Regions from separate parts of the Drosophila melanogaster genome. Here all the other regions are linked to region 3. The links are chromatin contacts, called in public Hi-C maps. All regions are on one chromosome and are shown on one strand. The core of a region is the stretch at or near the end of the contact, and the rest is flanking DNA. Distances in the headings are between cores, read along the strand shown. Region 1 holds the start of Tob (Transducer of ERBB2). Region 2 holds the start of Ranbp16 (Ranbp16,). Region 3 holds the start of hang (hangover).

Region 1 (3,836 bases), core at 853-3,352, 330 kb before region 3:
GCAAGCGTTGCTCTAATTTTTCCCCGACTGGCGCAGGGGTATAATTTCAACGGCGAGAGAGAGATAGAGAGAGAGAGAGGAAAAGAGAGATAGAGAGTGGGGGAACAACAAGAAAAAAAAAATAGAAAAATGAGAGACCCTGGTGCTCAAGACAACACAAAACAGCTGACCGACCGACAAACTGCGTATGAGTTTGTGTGCCTGAACTATTGGCATTTTCTCACTTCCTCTTAATTTTGTTGCTGTATTATTATTATTTTTTTTTATGTTCACCCATGCACTTCACTTGCCAAAATTTGAAGCATAACGCAACATAATCATATGAGGACACATAAACACAGTCAGCTGTTCGTAAGATGTTGGGACATTTTACCTCACAACAGCAAACAACAAATAAAAAAAAAAAAAACAATATTAGGCACATGATTCTCGTTCGTTTATCTGAGCACACACGAAAATTGAAATGACAAATACACTGCCATGCCGGAATGTCTGTCTATACAATACACATTTGAGTGTGTACAGTACACAATATAATTTTTTTTTTTTTTTTTTTGAATACTATTTTTTCCCTGTATGCATGCAAGTAGATACAATAAGCTTGCGACGAACACCGCGACAAAATGCCAAATGATGGTCTTCTGACGCGATAGTATTTGTCTGGCACAAGTTCGTTTTTTGGTTTGGTCGAAAATTATTTCATTTCATTCGTTCTTTGGCAGAAATGCAAAAGCAGCTGCAGTCGGTGGTCACTATGCTCTCAAACTTGCAACAATTGCTATCGAATCATCGATGTTGTTTCAGATGAATAAATAAATAAAAAAAAAACAAAAGCTTGCGCAAATGAAATCGCACACATGTACTATTATAAAATTCGTCTTTTGTTGTGCAACACAACTATAGAAGACTGTGCAGAAAGTACAGTGGAACCTGTCTAGCACGAACATTTTCAGAGGTGTCAAAGTTATATATAGTGGGATGAAATTTTCATAACACTGATAACATGAGGTATCGACATGTACTCTGAATTATTTATTGAACAGAATTGTGAAATGGTCAAGTTAAAGAATGCGTACTGTATTTGGAGCTTGCTAACGCAAATATCAGCTGCTAGCTATAGCTTTTAAGCACGAATTACGACAACAAATTGGGATATGCTAGATTAAGATAGATCGATTTGTATTTACATCAAACTTCTTAACAAATCAATATCCATATATAGTATTTAATAATCTGAGCTCAAGCCAACTAAAGTACCCTACTGTAAAAGCTTTGGGTATTCAAATCTTGTGCACCCTTCGGTTTGCTCTTTCATCTTTTGAGCTACGAAAGTTTGAATGCATAGGAAAGGGAGTTATAGTTCGTTCCCTGGAGTCGAGCTCTCTCTCTACCCAAATTTATTGAAGAACAGCTGTCCCTTTCGGCGCTGAAAAGCCCAGTGCTCTAGTGAGCGCCATAACTAACGACAACAAAACAAGAAGTATGAAAACAGCCGAGCGAAAGTGAGAGAAGCGATGCTCCATCTCCTTTTTTGTTTTCTTTTTTTTTCGTTTCTTTTTTTTTTTATATCACAATCATTGTTATTGTATTTTCTGTGGGGGCTAGATAGATGTATGTGTAGTGGGGGATAGTTCGCTGCTTTCTCAATTTTTGCACAGCACACACAAGTACACAAATATATTGCAATATTTTTTTCGAACAAAATAGATAAAAAATTGTAATTCAACATTTATTTGTTTTTTTTTTTTAACTACCGGTGCAGTTTGCTGATGGTTATTTCTTGTTTCCGATTTACTGTAGTTTTTGGTTGTTTCCTCCTGGTGGTCGTTGTATTAAACGAAGGATTTAGCGAGTTATGTATAAAATACCCCAGTTGTACCAACTAGTATGCTATTGTTTTACTTTTGCGTGGGTATATGTGCTCGGATGTCTATTTATTATTTTCTTGTTTAATGTGGTTTGGTTTTATTGGGATTTTGATGGTTTTTGGTTTTGTATTTCTTGTTGTATTCTATTTTCCTATTTTTTGTTGTTGTTGTGAAATGTCTCTGCCCGTTACTTAATTGTAGCACACGCCACTTAGCAAGGGCCGAGCGAAGCGTCCGTAGTTCTTGAAATCGGTTTAGTAACTGAGACTGAATTGACGCGCGAACGGGCCTCAGTGAACCAACAACAAACAAGTGCACACGCACACTTCGGCACCAGCACCCCCACCTTCACCACCGTGTTGGTCTTATTCGGCACTACGCACGAATCACTCACGAAGCTAAATGTTCTAAACTCGGTTCGGCTTCCCACTCTCTCTCTTCCTCTCTCTTTCCCTCTCCCTATCTCTCTCTCTCTGTCTGGTACTTGCACCCACGGTTGTCAATTTAGCTTTTTTCCCGTCTATGGTGGATTGCTTAAAATAAAATAAATATTTAAGCGGGCACCGGTAATTCTAACTGTCCAAGAGCCCAACACCAAACAGACGGAAATATAATTGAAAATATTAAACAAGAAATCATAGTTTTGTTGTTTTTAATCAATTTTTGTTTTGATAAATTGTTTTGACTTTTTTATAGACCAGTTTTTTAAATTTATATTTACTGCAAGGGTATATGAGATTCGACTGGCAAAAAAAAAAATTGTTCTTGAAAAAAATTGGCAGCACTGCTTGCACTCATCATATTTTTGTGTGGGTGCTTTTCCCTGGACAAAATTATATCCGAAAAGGTGGTAATATGACTAAAATTTGTTACCTTCAATTTAGCAACCGATGTAAATATATACATCCCATATTGGTTTGGGAAAAGTGTCGACATAAACATGATATACTTTAGTTAAAAGCAAGTTAGGATTGAAATATTTAAAATATCAGTTTAAAGCTTTTGAAAACTTTTACTTTCTTGCTTTGTTGTAGTTTTATTTTAGTCATTTTAAATATAGTTTATTTATAAATCATAGTCTAACTTAAATTTGCAATATCAATATGATATTCTGAAAAAGTTATGTTATATATTAATAGTAACTAAACCTCATAAGATCATCGTGTGAAATCATAATGCCTACTTTGTGGAAATCCTAGCTAAGTAAATATTAGTTATTTTGATAGTTCTCAATATGGATTTGCGATTGTTAAGGTATTTAAACTTCACCTTGCTTTTACATCGCTCGGATGCCCTGAATAATTTTGCGCGTGACTGGACGATTGGAGGAGTGTGTGGGCGTGTGTTGGTTGTGCTCGTAGTAAAATCGAGCCTAGAAGGGCTTGCGCAATGAGTGCATATCCTTCCGTGGCACAGTTTTAGTACAGCCCCCCCCCTCCTCCTCCTCTTCCACCACTCTGGCCGACAAAACGAGTCGCTCTCTTTGGGCTTTGGCTCGGACCCCTCCCCCCCTTTTCCCTTTTCCGAAAACTGGGACAAGAAATGAAAGTGCATGAGCACGTAACATATGCGTACATACACCCAGAGGTAATATGTATATGTACATTAGAGTGGACCTAGCTCGAACAAAAAGGTGAAAGGTCACACCTGTGTATGTACATATGTATGTGCATGTATATTCGTCGTGAATAGTAAGAAATATTGTGATACTCTTACTTTCCCTTTTTTCAAATATTTAAATCAAGAATGGTGAAAACCTTTTCAATGTTTGGTAGATAAAGAAGTACTAAATGAAATTGAAGGATTTTTATTTATTTCATCGCAAAACATTTGGGGTACACATTTATACATTTATTAATATATACGCTTAGATTTTGAACGAACATGCATACAAAAATATGGATTTCCTTTACATTTTCGATTTTTATCAGTTTTATAGGATTTCTTTTTTTTAAATTGGCTTTCCAG
Region 2 (3,724 bases), core at 964-3,463, 490 kb before region 3:
GCAACCAGCTTGAGGCAATCGAGCATCGGTGAGGGTCATCAGTTGCAGGACTCTTATCACTAGCTCCGCGTCCATTGTGTCATGCTCATCGCTGGTCGCGACGGTGAGACGACCCACTATGGCCGACCCGATTATATACACCAACCACGTTAGTTGTAGCTCATGTATGGTAATATCTATGCTATTGGCGTTAGGTGTCTGCAACAGATTCTCATACTCTCGGGCCTTCTGATCGAAATGCTGGACAAGAAGATTACACGTCTTGTTGTACTCGCACCTTTCGATTACCGACAATTGTTCCAGCTGTTGCTGCACCATGCAAAAATCGTCGAGTGGATCATCTAAATTGTCACGGATAATTACAGGAACAGCATCCAGGCGCGATTCAATATACGCCTTAATAACCTCCGGCGTGTAAGTACCTAGCAAATGCGGATCCGGCGACTTAACATATGGTACAGACGCAACCATACGTTGCCAAAGGGTGAGTAAGTAATGTACACTGTTCGGTGCAAAAAGCCATAGCTGAGGGTAGAAAATTCGTGTTAGATTTAACCAGGCCCACAATATTTATGTACATACGTGCAGGGATTCAACAGTAAACTTAGCTATCAGTTGAATTGCTTCTGGATAACATGGCACCGCTATAAGTTCACCCAATTGATAATTAGACTTAAGGCGAGCCAGCAAACGGCAGAACTCGTGATAGTTATCTGGGTCACTCAAGCCCTGTAAGAAATCGTTAGCGAAATATGTCTAGGATAGCGTTTCGACGAGTACTTACGTGCAGAGTTGTTAAAATATCTTTGACTCCTTCGACCAAGTGCGTTAGAAATTTTGTTCTTTCAGAATTATTAAAAAGTGAGCGACGCACAGATGTAATTTGAACCAGGCAGGATATGGAGTAGCTAGCTAAACCATTGGGCAAAATTTGATATAAATCAAAAAAGAGTTTAAGTGTGTTCGAATCTAAGAATGCAGGACGCCAAGCTGTGGGTATCTACATACAAGGTCAATTTAATAGAGAATCCAAATATATTAGTTGCATTTGCGTACATACCTGAACGTTGTTCATATCATCAGCAGATTCATCTGTCGAACTGCCAATGAAGTCGAAGCTCAGACAATTCTTCGTTAAACGTAAGACGTGTGATATTAACCTAAAATAACAAAAACAACAAAAAATAAGTAATCATGTAAAAGCATTGCCGAGTAGTAATCGTGCCCTTTTTAAGTTATAATTAGCTGTGGGTCACCTTTCTGCTTAGCTTAGTTAAAAATTAAGCATTGCTAAGCATATGCATTACAACTGACGGACGGACGGACGGACTAAATGGCAAATCTTATTCAGACCCATTGGATATTATACTACATCATAGTTAACTCACGCTTGCTGCGACTCATCCATGAAGCTTATGTTTTTGCTGTTATCACGGGCCGAGACCAGTAGAGAGCAGGATAGCAAAAAGGTTTCTAGGAGTTGCTGGTCCCGAAAAGATGTGGCTATTTTGCGCATTTTGGAAAAGGACACCTGCACGTCCATCTCGACAACTGAGTTCATCTCACACACCAGTTGTGATAGAATTTGGACGCCAATGGTGCAGTGCTCAACGGAGCCCTAGAATCGATTAATCATTCTAGTTAGAAATAGTTCTTTAACAACAAAGAATATGCCGGATACCTGCAAGAACTTCTTGACATCTTCCAAGAGGTTTTGGAAGACCATTTCCTCCTTGTACGAATCGAACCATCCGTACTTTGTGAGCTTCGCCAGCAGACTGACCAATGCCTGGACAACGAAGTGCTGCAGATTCGGCACAGTGGCCAGATAGTTGAGGGCATAGCTGCGAATGTCGATCCGCTCCTGTAGACTCAATCCCTGAATGAGTTTGGTAAGTGTGGAAGCGGCCAGCAACTGGGCGTAGCTGGAATCGGCTCTTTGCAGCAGCAACTGGCATTTGGGCAGCGCATCCTGGCTGCTTACGAATGTGACTAGGGCTTTTTCCGCCTCGGAACGAATTCTGATGTCTGTGGCTTCGTAGAGTTGCTTGCACAGCACCTCCAGTTGTTGTATATCCTGTGAACGAAATTAATTCGCTTATGTGTACTTACTCTATGTCAGCAAGGCGCATTAAATACCATACTATAACGCTGAACACCGCAATTCGCTTAAAAATAAACTTGCAAATTGTGGAAACAAACAAACAAGTGTGACCAAGGCATCCAAGTTTAAAAGAGTCGCGGTATTCTTGCACTTGTTGAACTGCGACGCAGGAACGGAGTATTATCTTGGTGGCGAGTTTTTGTTGGCAATCAGCGCTTTGCTGATCGACCAAAGGGAAAACAAAAGATTTGCTACGTCGAGACTTGTGTCGATATGTTGAAATTTGGGGCGAATGTGAGATGAAGTAGTACAGAAAACTACGTGGTTGCTAAATTAAAATAGTTTAGCCCAGCCTAATAATACTAGATTTCGTGAAAAGTAGAAGGAAGCGGTTCACATTTTTAATCTTGTAATATTTCTATCGATTGGCCAAAAAAATTTCACGCCCACACTTTGAAACAATTTTTATGATTTTCTTATTTTATTCCCCAATATCTATCGATATCCAAGAAAAATGATCTAATTTCGCGTTCGCATTCACACTAGCTGAGTAATGGGTATCTGATAGTCGGGAAACTCGACTATAGCACTCTCTCTTGTTTTAAATTACATAGAACTTTATAACAACTGGAGCTTCACATTTTCAAAAGATTCCATCCGTTCCCTTCAGTTGTTCGATGTGAGAGTATTGCATTATGCGAAAACTGCAGGTCTGCAACGTTTCGCATTTATTAAAAATACCATTCGTTCCAAAACACTCTGCTTATAGCATCGCATAATAAAGAGGAGATGCACCGAATACAATATACACTTTGTTGGAACTAAAACAATAATTCATAAGAATTCTCACAGTTGTTATCGATCACATTTCATTTTATTTAACTTAAAACAATAAAAATTTTAAGAGAATAAGCAATGAGAAAGAAGTTGGGGGTAAAGTCTAAAAGTTTATTCGAATCAAATCAATAATAATTTAGTAATGTTTTTCTACGGAATATGGATCGGGTGAGGTGAACATACTGCTGGTCGCCAAGAGGTTCTTCAGTCATCCATACGCATCTGTGATCAGCTGATTGCCAATTAAAAACTCATGCCAAGGCATAAGCTTTGTTAATCGGAATATAAATAAAAAGGGCGAGGATCGAAGTTAAGTCGGCTCGTAGGACCAGTATAGTGTGCCATTCTTTGTCCGTTATGGAATTCCAAAACCTGTAAGCACGAAATGTTAGAAACTTAGCTGCTTCCGCCTTCAGAAGTGAACTAAACAAAACAAAAGGCCTGCCCACGAAAAAAGGTTTTTTGAAATTTGATAAACAAATCAATACTGGCCCCATTAATACTTTATTTCTTTATTTAAATAATCCACTAAGTGGATCACCATTCATAAGTTCATTGTTACGTACAAAACTCAGTATGGTTTTATAGTATTCGTTGTTTTTGACAAAAAATTAAGTAGATGACATTTTGTATACATCAAAAATAAAATGGATATATTACAAATATAAAGATTAAAATATCATACACACACATAATGTTATATGACCTTCATTAATACAGTAGCTTAATGTAAAACAGATTTCATTCAGGGTTCAATAAGCGGTTTTATAATTTTATTTAGTT
Region 3 (3,783 bases), core at 1,022-3,521:
TATGCAAAAACATTAAAATAAAATAATTAATTTCGGCGATATAGTAAACTGTCCCAAGAGACCTTATAATGGTTCCACTGAAATGTCGCCAATGTAGACTTTCGCCACATGTACACATGTATGCTACACCCATTTGTGGCCCACAAGGTACTTCATATCTACATATATATATATATATATACATATATATACATATATATAAACGTTGTGTTTTCCCTTTTACCTTATATTATATATGCGCAATATAGCTGCGGGTCATGCGTGTTACTTGTAATTTATAATTTTTTGCTTCAGACAGAGGGACGCCTCCTGACTTAATGGGTATGGAAACAAATGTGAGGCCTGAATATAATATATTAAACTATTTGCACAAAGGCTTTGGGTTTGTTTTCCAATTGTTTCGTCATTTGCAAAGCCTTTCTTGAAAACTTTTCAATTGATAAACATAAACAACTGCATGTACGGTCTGTTCTGTCCCACTCTTTATACATTTTTAACCAAAAAATTAAGTTAAATTCGTTTTGGAAAAGACTTCAATGGCACCTCGCAGCGCAAATAACCAGAACAATGGCTTTATTTCCACCGCAGCGATTTCTGCGGTCCATTATCATCGGAAAGGGCCGTTTTCAAGGCAACAGAACGCATTTGCTCACTCCGAGATGATTCATCTTACACTCAAACCCACGTCAACAAAGTCTACCCGTGCGCATACATAAGTATCTATGTATCTAAGTATCTATGTATACTAATTGAGTCATGCTTTTACAAATGGATCAGAAGTAAAATTCCTGTGAATTTTGGATTCATAGTTACATAGAGCCGAAAAGATATTTCGAACATTTGCGAAATACAATTTTGATGCTTCATTTTGCAATTAGTTGTTGTACTTTTTATATATTTCTTTACTTATGATTTTGGCACAGTAAATTCGAACAACTTTGCGTAAATACCACTAAAAATAAGACAATAATCGCTTACAACTTTGAGTGCGCTTATCTTGAAATTCTTTGAAATGGTCCCGGATTCCGGGAAAAGTATAAGTTCGATCGCTTTCATTTAAGTATAACCTATTAAAAGCGCACATGAGATAGATAGATAGGTCAGAAGATTGGCATTTAGGCATAAAAATGGGCCTTATGTGCACGCCCCTACATAATTAGATACATAGGTGGGCGCATCTATTCCTATTGTATCATAATTTATTAGATGGTAATTATTTACTAGCAAGGTCGCAATCAACAGATGGGTAAAACGCACACAAGTGCAGCACATCAACACGTGTCAGTGCCGGTGTGCGTGCGTGCGTGTGTGTGAGTAGTTGCATTTCGAGATACAATTGTATCTTTGTATCTGAAGATATCAAACGAAAGTTTCTATCGCTGGTTACCCCGCCACCAGTCGTACGATATATGTATTTCTTCTCGGCAGATACACACACAGGCACACAAATACGTCTGTCTTGGAGAATATTTGGGAGCAGAGACTTAAAGTAAAGATTTCACAAGTCTACACTTCAGGGAAACGTGTTAAACAGCAATAAGAACACGCATGTTGCGCGAAAACAAATACACCATAAAGAACGGCACAATTATAACGCTTTTAATTACTTTAAGTATCGGCAAACGCGATGTTGGCACTCTGCGGGTATTTTGTAATGCCGAAGTGAATTTATCAACTGACTTACCGCCAGGGCGGGACAACAACCTGTTGTTACTTTGATTACTCGATTCTAGTCGATAGCTGTGCCCTTTCCAATCGGAATATCGGTGGCTATCGAGTAGCCGGTGCATTCACAATTTCGTATGTTCCCGGTATAACTGCGAAGTAACTGCAATATTAAAACATTATTTTCTTTAATTTGGAAATCAGTTTTCAGAATTCACTTTTGTAGTTGCTTAATTCAAATCTCTTAACATACCTAATTTCCCAATAAGAAATCAACGGAAATTTAAGCTAAAGTACGTTCAATGCAGTAAATTTTATGATTCACTTTATAGAGAATCTTTGTACAATCTTTATGTGGAGTTTTTCATACTTTTATTTTGAAATTCTATATAGCCGCGATATAAAAAGTCAAAGAGATCGACTTATCGAATTAAAATGGCTTCTTTGATGGTTATTTCCCAGAGTGACCGGGTATGCGACCGCTAAGAAAAACCGCCGTACAGTGGTAAGTGTGACCACGCATGCGTCTGCCACAAGCGATAGCGATAGTAAGGTCCAGGCTTCGCCCGGCGTGCCCATCTCTAGCCAAAAACGACCTTTTTTCGCCAGAAATCATTTTCCCGTTTACAGTCGCAGATACGCCACGGCAATTCGCAGTCCCAGTGTAGCGGTCATTTTTTTTCCAGTGCGACTCCTCCAAACAAAAGCGAAGTGGAAAAATAGGCGAAGATAAAGGAAACCCAAGAGCGAAACTCCAAATTGCGAATCAGCAAAGGATCAATGGCAACGAAATAAGTAAAAGAACCAGTGCGAACAATGTGCGAAAAGTGGGAAACGCGAGCGGCGTGGTCGTTTCCGTCGGAGAGCGGATAATATAGCACATAGTAGTATATTGTAGTAGTGGATGTGGATGGTGTGGAACGATTGCGAACGGACGCAGACCGAAACAAAAGTGAAAACGTGCAAAAAACCAAACCCAAAAACAAATTCAACCGAGAAGTAGAAGCAAGCGGCAAAGAAGAGAGCGAGAGGGCGACCAATACAAAAGCGACAAAATGTGCGACGCTGCGGCGGCAACAGCGACAACAACAACAACAGCAGCAGTAGCAGCAGCCGTCGCAACAACAACAGCATCGGTAGCATTGGAGGCCACAGCGACACAGCCTGGAACGACAACGACGACGGTAGCCACTGCGTCAGCGGGAACCACATCCCCTGAAGCGGCCATTCCAACAGCAGCAACAGCAACATCGGCGAGAAACAGCAACAGCGAACGGTCGGCGCGACAAAACTGCTGTCGCCTGTGCATCGCCCCACAAACCGAATGCATCTCGATCATCAATAGCTATGCGGCCGACAAGGAGCCGCTGTCCACCAAGATCCACAACTGCGTCGGCATCAAGGTGAGTGGTTATGGGTATGGGTATGGGTGTGGGCATGGGCACGGGTGCGGATGCGGATGCGGGTATATACATAATCCGGCTGTTGCCATCGCCATTGCTGCCGTCGGTGTCGTCATCCCGGGTCTCCGATTCCGAGTCCGAGTCCGCCGCTCTCACTGAACGCTCTCTTGGGTGCTCTGGCACTCCGGTGCTCTGGTGGTTGGACACCATTAACAGTTATACACACAGATCCCAAATGGTCAGTGGAAGGATGAGGCGGTGGCCACACCCGTTCGCTGGACAGAATGGAAAAGTGAGGTTACGGATGATGCCGAGTAACCATTGGGCAGTGGGCATTGGGCCCCGGAGTTCAAGACCCATCGAAGGGGGATTGTGCAAGCAACCAAAGATGATGGCCAGCCACATCCAAAAACGAAAAACCAAGCAAACAAAAAAAAAAAAAACGAACGAACCGAAAACCAGCCAAACTCCGCCTCCTACTCCTCATCTGCTTTGGTATGGGTGTGTGGCTAGGTTTTGGGTTTCCAATGTTTCCACTGCCAAGTCACGATGCAGTGGGAGTGGAAGAGAATGGGTGTAGGAGAAAGAGGAGACGGAGGAGTAGAATTGGAGCTCCATTCTGGCTGAAATCCAATCACGACCACAATCTTTAGCTCATAATCAAACTTGAACTCTACACTTTTGCTACTCCTCCTTCTTCGATTCCATTGCTTTC

What was found. Hi-C and Micro-C count contacts between places; a contact is called where the count stands out from the background.
Region 1: a Hi-C map of the Kc167 cell line shows a contact between it and region 3, with 3 times the contacts expected there. The contact joins the promoter of Tob here to the promoter of hang in region 3. A contact is called at or near these places in 2 of 107 Hi-C or Micro-C datasets (the Kc167 cell line and eye imaginal disc).
Region 2: a Hi-C map of the Kc167 cell line shows a contact between it and region 3, with 3 times the contacts expected there. The contact joins the promoter of Ranbp16 here to the promoter of hang in region 3. A contact is called at or near these places in 3 of 107 Hi-C or Micro-C datasets (the Kc167 cell line, the S2 cell line and pupal leg imaginal disc).

The regions. Positions count from the first base shown.
Region 1 is chrX:16,089,393-16,093,228 of dm6, forward strand. It overlaps Tob (Transducer of ERBB2), which reads right to left and starts at 2,103. Exons shown (of 6, transcript NM_001169300.3): 1 at 1,755-2,103. CG42353 reads right to left here. Exons shown (of 5, transcript NM_167485.4): 5 at 3,667-3,836. It overlaps CG42354, which reads right to left. Exons shown (of 6, transcript NM_001144730.3): 6 at 3,667-3,836.
Region 2 is chrX:15,931,462-15,935,185 of dm6, forward strand. It overlaps Ranbp16 (Ranbp16,), which reads right to left and starts at 2,214. Exons shown (of 16, transcript NM_001201666.2): 1 at 2,140-2,214; 2 at 1,682-2,077; 3 at 1,389-1,618; 4 at 1,061-1,160; 5 at 785-1,000; 6 at 583-729; 7 at 1-525. The coding sequence starts at 2,142. It overlaps Stim (Stromal interaction molecule), which reads right to left. Exons shown (of 9, transcript NM_206747.3): 9 at 3,034-3,313. The coding sequence ends at 3,297.
Region 3 is chrX:16,420,560-16,424,342 of dm6, forward strand. It overlaps hang (hangover), which reads left to right and starts at 2,272. Exons shown (of 8, transcript NM_167521.3): 1 at 2,272-3,068. The coding sequence starts at 2,721. It overlaps AnxB11 (Annexin B11), which reads right to left and starts at 1,683. Exons shown (of 8, transcript NM_001272689.1): 1 at 1,222-1,683.